Linked DNA regions of Mus musculus: region 2 is linked to region 1. A link is a contact called in public Hi-C data. All regions are on one chromosome and are shown on one strand. The core of a region is the stretch at or near the end of the contact, and the rest is flanking DNA. Distances in the headings are between cores, read along the strand shown. Region 1 has its middle 19 kb from the start of Abcg8. Region 2 overlaps Camkmt (calmodulin-lysine N-methyltransferase).

Region 1 (4,136 bases), core at 468-2,967:
GCAGGAAGAAGATCTCTGAGTTCAAAGCCAACCTGATTTACATATTTAGTTCTAGAACTCTTGTCTCAGGCAGAAACAATTGAGTTCAGATGTGTTGACACTCCAAGGGGAGGAGCATCTTTTACACACTGCAGAGATGGTCACAGAATTCAGAAGCACTCGGCCATCAGTATTACCTGTCCAAGGCTCCCATGGCTGCATGCATCTCTCATTACCTTCTGAACAGATTGTGAACTCTGGCTCTTGGTCCCATAGTCCCACAGACCCGCAGCATCACATCAAATTGAATCAGGTATATTGAGTTCCATGGCTCCTAAGCACTGATTACCATACCAGGCACCCCTCTTGCCTGATTATCAGGATAAGAAAACCTAAGTCAGTTTGCGTAGGTTTGCAGCAATAAGTCAGATATAAGCTAGGGCTTCCTAAAAAGTCTTTTTCTTGAGCTGGAGAGATGGCTCAGTGGTTAAAAGAACTTGTTGCTCTTGCAAAGGACCTGGGTTCAGTTCCCACCCAGCACCCATATGACTGCTTACAACATTCTGTGTGTGTAACTCGACTTCCAGAGTGTCCAGTTATGGTCTCCTTGGACACCGCATGCACATGCGTGTTAAGCGCACATATATGCATTTAAATGCAGGCAAAAACGAAGGTAAAATAAAAATGTGTTTTTCAAAGTCTTTCCCACTGGGCATAGTTGTAGATGCCTTTAATCCCAGCATTTGAGAAACAGAGGCAGGTAGGTGTTGAATTCAAGGCCAACCATGACCATACAGACCCTGTCTCAAAAAAAAAAAAAAAAAAGAAAGAAAAAAGTAACCATGAGAATACAAAACTAAGGCAGTCCAATTAAAAGTCTAAAACAACAAAACACCCTTCACACTGATACAGTGTTACCAGTTTCTGGACATCTTACACTGAAAAACGTTTTTTTCTTCTATTTAATCCAATAGCCAGTGCTTGGTATAATCAAATTTATGAGTCGCAGCAAATTATAGACAAGCTTTATGTTGCAAATCACTTTCTGGTATAATCACGCCTGCAGTCCACAGTGCATGCATTCTGCACACCTCCCTCATGGCTTTCAGCACAATTTTCATTTAATATTTGCCTCTCTGAAAAAAATATTTGTAGAATTTCTAAGCAAAAGCAACATTTCTTCAAGTGTGGTGGAACTGATAACCACAGGAGGTCCAAAATCACGGTAATTTATCGCTTTGCTGTTGTACAATCATGCGTGGGAGTGTTTCCATTAGAAATGTATCCTGCTTTCAGGCCAGCAGACTTTACAAAGCCCACATTATACAGCCTGAGTACAAATAGAGAACGTGGCTGCATTAGCAGAGTGAAAGCAGCCAGTTCTCTTTTGCATACGGATTAGAAACAGCAGCCCCAGGTAAGACAGACTCCAGACTTCCTGCTCTTGCAAGCTGCTTTGCACAGTCGCTGGAGCTGAAATCCATCTGTAGCATCTTCACTGACCCTGCCCGGGCAGCCACTGGAGACCATTCTTGGCCTGTTTATTCTTTCCAAAGCCCCGGGGTTCTTCTAATGTTCTGCAGACCTACCTGGTGGGTTCACAGTGGGCCTCATGGGGTGAGCCCCATGGATTTCAGGCCGTGCTTCCTTGCAAGCTCTGTTTACGAAATGCCTGGTTTGTGCACACTGGACAGTTCCCCTCCATGTGCTATTCTTTGGTCCCCAAAATGTAGCTCAGTTGGGAGGGTGGATCTGAGGCCCAAGGAGTCCTCCAAAACAAAAAGCTTTGTCAGTGAGGCCAGCTGATCATGATGTGAAATCTGTAAGTTGATGACCTCAGATACTTGTCACTGTTGGCGACCTTTCAACTGTGTTCTGAAGTCAGACCTAGCACATTAGAGATTCTGTGCTGCAGTAATGAAGTTAACAGAAGAAAAGAAGAGAAAATAAGGCTTCCCTTTTCTAGCAAGGAACAGCAGAGCTGTTTTTCAGTTTGGAGAAACAACACTTCAACTCTACAAACAGACAAGGCTGTCATATACAATAAACAAGCAGGTCACCTAGCCAGTGGACAGCAGGCAAGTGCTGAGAAAGCCTAACCCACTTCCTGAACGCTTCTCTTTCATTCCGAGCTGGAAGCCCCACACACTGCTGTACCACTCTCTGTACCAGCCTGCCCTCCCTAACACGGACACTGAACGTTGCTCTGGACCATGGCTGGCAATATTTGTTTTAGGTTTGGGTGTTGGGGCTTGAGCCTCAGGCTTTTGATTTAATTACCTCTTCTGCCACCAAGCTCTTTACCCTAGCTGTTCACAGGAACCGTCCTAGATGACCAGTTTATCAAACACAAGTGACATCGGAGGTAAGATGGGAGCCGACATAAGGACATTTTCAGGCACGCACACTGAACTGTTGTCCAAATAACTTATATCTGCAGCAAAATACCCAAGGGCTTGCTTCCTTTGCAGCCGGCTCCTCCCGGTGCCTCATGGCTGGTGTGCCCTAAGGAAGCTGCTCCCCTGTGCCAGGCCACGATTTTCTGCTAAGTAATTTGAGTGTTGGAAGGACCCTTGGATTTGACATACTTTCAGTATGTTCTCTGTATGTAGTTTAATCTACATTAAAAAAAAAAAAAAAAAAGCAGGATATCTACCCCTGTAGACAGGTCAACCCAGGGAAAGATTATTTTAAGTATCTTTAAGAGCAAGAGCGGTTTTAAAAAATTACAAAAACATAGATGATTATTTTCAGTTTAATTGTTAGTTCCCCATCAATAGTGTAACTTGAATTTGGAAAGTTTACAGTGTACATTTTATAACTTCCTCTTTGGATTAAGAGTCTGCAAGCTGCAGCCTCAGGCCAAGTCTAGGAGCTATGTGCTTCTATAAGCTGTTTTACTGAAACACACCCACATCTTCCACATTCTACTGTGGTTGCAACAGTTCACATCAGCACAGCCTACTGGCAGGCTATATGGCTATCAAAGCCTAAAATATCCTTAGCAGAAAAAATTTACAACCCACAAGAAAAATCTGCCCCTTTGCAATGAAGATAAGGGGCACTGGATAGTACTGGATGTTCCTAGCACCCCGGCCTTTCTCTTCCCGGGCCTTGTGTGCCCTGGAGAACATTGGAGTTAGAGCCTAGGATGCATCAACACCAGCTATGATGCACTCAGACAGGATGGAGGACTCCTGCTCTGTGGGCAAGCCTGAGTTTCAGCATCTTTGGTGCTCTGAGTTCTGGGTACCACAGCATACTGAGTGACAAGCTTACAAAGTCAGATGACTGCTTTCTGCTTCTTCTACACTTCTCCATCCAGGCCTAAAGACAGTGGGTTACCAAAACAGAGCTGGGACCTGGGGAGGGGCTGCAGAACAGACTGGAGGCTCTGCAGATAGAGTCATGCATGGGGAATGAACCAAAGGGAGAGTACAAACAGGACTCATCAGAAGAGGGATGGACACAGAAACCAGGTGTCTCCCATGCACAGACTGGGGAAGCTGTTAAAGCGAGTGCTGGATGAACTAGAGTATGAACACGAACACATACGCAGTTAAGACTGAGTACACACATGCACATTTGCACACGTGTTCACTCACTGCCCACTGAGAGTCCGGAAGTAGCGATGCACAGCAGCCGAGCAGACTCATTCACTTCTGGGCTCCTATCTATCTTTCCCCACTAAAAAGTCAGGTTTCTACAGAGAAGCATCCAACCCCAGGGCTGAGCTTGGAAAATTCAAGATGATCCCTGATCCTCAAATACTTTGTTTTGTTAGAGTTCCCAGTGACTGAAAGGAACATGATTAAGAAGATACATCCAGGCGGTGGTGGCGCACGCCTTTAATCCCAGCACTTGGGAGGCAGAGGCAGGCGGATTTCTGAGTTTGAGGCCAGCCTGATCTACAGAGTGAGTTCCAGCATAGCCAAGGATACACAGAGAAACCCTGTCTCGAAAAAAAGCCAAAAAAAAAAAAAAAAAAAAAAAAAAAAAGATGTAGAAGCCAACTTGAGTATTTCACGGGCTAAATCAGGGACAATCTGAGTACTCAAACTAACAATGGCAATGGATTACAGCTTGCTAAAATAAAATGGGACTCCACGAGTATATAATTTATTGCATAGGAAGAATGAACAAGCCATGGTCTCCAG
Region 2 (3,653 bases), core at 842-3,341, 480 kb before region 1:
CCCGAAAGTAATACCTCCTTTAGAGAATTCTTAAAAGGGTCCTGTCTTAGTCAGGGTTTCTATTCCCGCACAAACACCATGACCAAGAAACAAGTTGGAGAGGAAAGGGTTTATTCGGCTTACACTTCCATACTTTCATCAGCAAGGAAGTCAGGACTGGAACTCAAGCAGGTCAGAAAGCAGGAGCTGATGCAGAGGCCATGGAGAGATGTTCTTTACTGGCTTGCTTCCCCTGGCTTGCTCAGCCTACTCTCTTATAAAACCCAAGACTACCAGTCCAGAGATGGCACCACCCACAAGGGGCCTTTCCCCCTTGATCACTAATTGAGAAAATGCCTTACAGTTGGATCTCATGGAGGCATTTCCCCAACTGAAGCTCCTTTCTCTGTGATAACTCCAGCCTGTGCCAAGTTGACACAAAACTAGCCAGTACAGGCCCACTAAAGAAAAAATTGCATAGAAGAGAGCTGGAATTAAACACATATCCCAAAACCATTTTATACAGAATTTATGTTAGGTTTTTTTTTTTCATAGAGACTTCAGTATAGAATCCAACAAGATACACAGAAGCACTTAATATTTTTTTTCCTTCAACAAAAAAAGTACAGGGCTGGGTAAATGGGTAAGAATGCTCACCTTGCAACCCTGAAGAGCTGGGTCCAAATCCCACATAGAATGGGAGACACAACCCCCCCTTGCCCGTGAGCTCAGAGACAGGCAGATCTCAGGAGTGTTCCAGGTATCCAGCAGGGGCTCAGGGTCAGGGAGAGACCCTGTCTCGGGGGAACAGGGTGGGAAGCAGCACAGGAAGCCAGCCAGCATGCCGCTCGGGCCTCCCTCCGTACGCCACCGCACAGGGCTATGCGGTGCGGTCACATGCGTGGACCACGCCCACGACACGTCCATATACACAAAATACAAATTCCTTTACAATCAGACTTTAACACAAAACCCTTGCTCTGTAGCCCAGGCTGGCCTCAAGCCTGTCATCACCTGCCTCGGACGACAATATGAGTAACAGGCCTAGCTGCCCCTAAGCCCAGTCACTCCAGGAACTTCCTCATGACCTCCTTTTTATAAATGAGGCAGAAGTACCTACAAGATACGCTGTGCTCAAGACCGCGGCGGAAATAGGAAATAGGAGTGCTCAAAAGAGGTCTCTTTAAGAGTGGATACAAAGGTCCACACAATACAAAAATGTGAATTCAATATTTCTGATAAGCTAGTGATGCCAGGTTTAAAAGTTTAACACTTTGGAAATTATGTAAGAAAGTACTTGGCTAACAGCGCTACCCACCCCAGCTGTGGCGTGATTAGATGGAAGGGGAGACAGGAAGATGGAGGTGATGGGGGACGCGCCACTGTGAGATGCCAGAGGGCCCCTGGTGCTGAGCTCTGTGAAGGGTAACTCTTGGCCCTGCGCTCTTTCCTTTCTCCCATTGTTCATTTTCATTTTACTATGAACTTTGCCATTTCTCTGCTTTGAGGGGAAATAAACGACCAAGTTTTTTGGTCACCTCGGTAACTTGCAACTTTTTTTTTTTCAAATCCCGTACACTAAAAGCAATCTGGCTTAACACGGCAAAAAGTTTTGCACATGAGTCAAATCACTATAAGAATTCATAATTACAAAAAGGAGGAAAACTTAGTTTTATTTCTTATCCCTCAAAATCCTCAGGACAGGAGCGCTCTACCTGTATCTACAATTTAACCCCAAAGAAGCAACACAGGAAAACCTTTCCATTGCAATTTTTTTTTGAAACAAGTTATTTACATTTTTATGGAAATTATTTGCTGAGATTCAAGATTAACAGCATAATGGAAGTGCTGGCTGTGGTTTCGCCCCCTCTTATATTATCTATAGGTGGAAAATGAGAAGCTTTGATTATGCAAATGAAGGCAGAATCTATTATCTTCTTCCCGATCTGTGTCCTGATCATGGCGAATGTTTAAGCAGCGTTGTTCCTGCACATTAGGCAGCCGTGCCGGTTAACCACCGCTGCTAAGTGATGAGCTGTATATTTGCCGACTCTATCAGTTTGACCCAGCTTCCAGGGCTTAATGGTCCTCCAGGCTAAAAGAGAAAGCTGATCCATCAGGCCCACATTAACATAGACTCACACTCAGCGTATTGATGTGCGCTCTACCATCCCCTGCACCCAGCCTGGACCATTATTTTCATTTTATCTCAAGTCTGGTTGTCTGCCCCAGTTAAAGCCGCAGCACGACTAGTACTTAAGTGAATTTACGGGGAAGGAAAGATATGCTCCCTGAACTCTCAGCACTTTGTGTGGAGGCTGACGGAAACCAGCCTGGTACGCTCAGACCCACTTAGTGGGCAGAGCTAGAGCAGCCTATTGCAAGAGGAAAAGTCACTTACTACCCTATTAGCCAACAGGAAGTGTGATGATTAAATGATTTTTTTTAACTGTAATTTTAAAGCACTGCTCTGGTTTTTGCTGAAAGCTATTTATAAAAATAAATTTCATAACAGCTAAGTCTTTGCTGTTTAAATACCTTTCTCTTTTAAACTACAGAATGCACACTCAAATAAATGTTCCCAATAATAACACATTTCATCACCTAGGAAAATGTTACATTTAATGGTAACAAGAAAAACAACAATCTACAACAACCAGGCATTTAATGTGCACAAAACCCCATAATAAGAAGGGATTTACTGTGTGCATAAACCCTGTAATGGGTTTGTATATAATCAAGTATTTGAGGTGTACCTAAATCACTTTAATTGTAAATTTTTAAAATGAAAATAGAGTGCTTCTGTGGCTGTGTTGAATATACAATAACTATTGAAATTCTAAAGCTAGCTTCAACACTATTTTTGTAGATTTACCCAGGCCTTCCAGCTATGATGCTGAGGGAAACTGAGGGGATCCTAAGCCTGGCCTGGGTGTTGTCTCTTCTCACTTCCAAGAAATCTAAGGCACTGATGCTGTAACTAAAGCTCCAAAAGTCTCCGTGGCAAATCTTTGTTTATCTGTCACTTAACATTAAAAATGTGACATTTTTGCCTAAATTATTTTTATATTGGGTAAATTAAGATCCGACCTAAGCAGCTGTGTCATAGAGACATCTTCTCTATTCCACATTTAGATTATTTCACCTTCAACTGGGGAGAAGAAAGGAAACTTTGAGCCGGGCGGTGGTGGCACACACCTTTGATCCCAGAAATCTGCCTGCCTCTGCCTCTGAGTTCGAGACCAGCCTGGTCTACAAAGTGAGTTCCAGGACAGCCAGGGCTACACAGAGAAACCCTGTCTTGAAAAACCAAAAAAAGAAAGAAAGAAAGAAAGAAAGAAAGAAAGAAAGAAAGAAAGAAAGAAAGAAAGAAAGAAAGAAAGAAAGAAAGAGAGAAAGAGAGAGAAAGAAAGAGAGAGAGAAACCAAGAGAGAGAGAGAGAGAGAGAGAGAGAGAGAGAGAGAGAGAGAGAGAAAGGAAGGAAACTTTGGGGAGGTATTAGAAATTGAACCCAATATTTTCTGTATGAATTCACAGAGCTCTACACACAGACAAGCAGGTACTCTACCTCTGAGCTGCAGCCCCAACCTTAGCAGCACTTAAATAATTTCATCTAGCAACATTGTTTCAGAAGTATTTGTCTCTAATTGCCTCTCATCCATTTTCTCAGTTCC

Evidence for each region. A called contact is a pair of places that touch in the nucleus more often than the background predicts.
Region 2: a Hi-C map of the N1E-115 cell line shows a contact between it and region 1, with 8 times the contacts expected there. The contact joins two enhancer-like sites. A contact is called at or near these places in 2 of 15 datasets of contacts at CTCF or cohesin (the NIH/3T3 cell line and embryonic stem cells), 9 of 484 Hi-C or Micro-C datasets (the AtT-20 cell line, the G1E-ER4 cell line, the N1E-115 cell line and 4 more), 3 of 115 datasets of contacts at active chromatin or transcription factors (astrocytes, embryonic basal ganglia and embryonic stem cells) and 1 of 9 other capture datasets (embryonic stem cells).

Annotation. Positions count from the first base shown.
Region 1 is chr17:84,700,337-84,704,472 of GRCm38.p6, reverse strand. No RefSeq gene overlaps it. Among named protein-coding and RNA genes, the nearest start is that of Abcg8, 19 kb to the right of the region's middle. Within about 2 kb of position 1,717, at least 21 of the 459 cell types and tissues checked have an H3K27ac peak or open chromatin away from gene starts, as enhancers often do. A contact at or near this core is called in the N1E-115 cell line, where this site is marked.
Region 2 is chr17:85,179,304-85,182,956 of GRCm38.p6, reverse strand. All of the region lies in intron 3 of Camkmt (calmodulin-lysine N-methyltransferase), which reads right to left. Among named protein-coding and RNA genes, the nearest start is that of Gm36826, 23 kb to the right of the region's middle. Within about 2 kb of position 2,091, at least 14 of the 459 cell types and tissues checked have an H3K27ac peak or open chromatin away from gene starts, as enhancers often do. A contact at or near this core is called in the N1E-115 cell line, where this site is marked.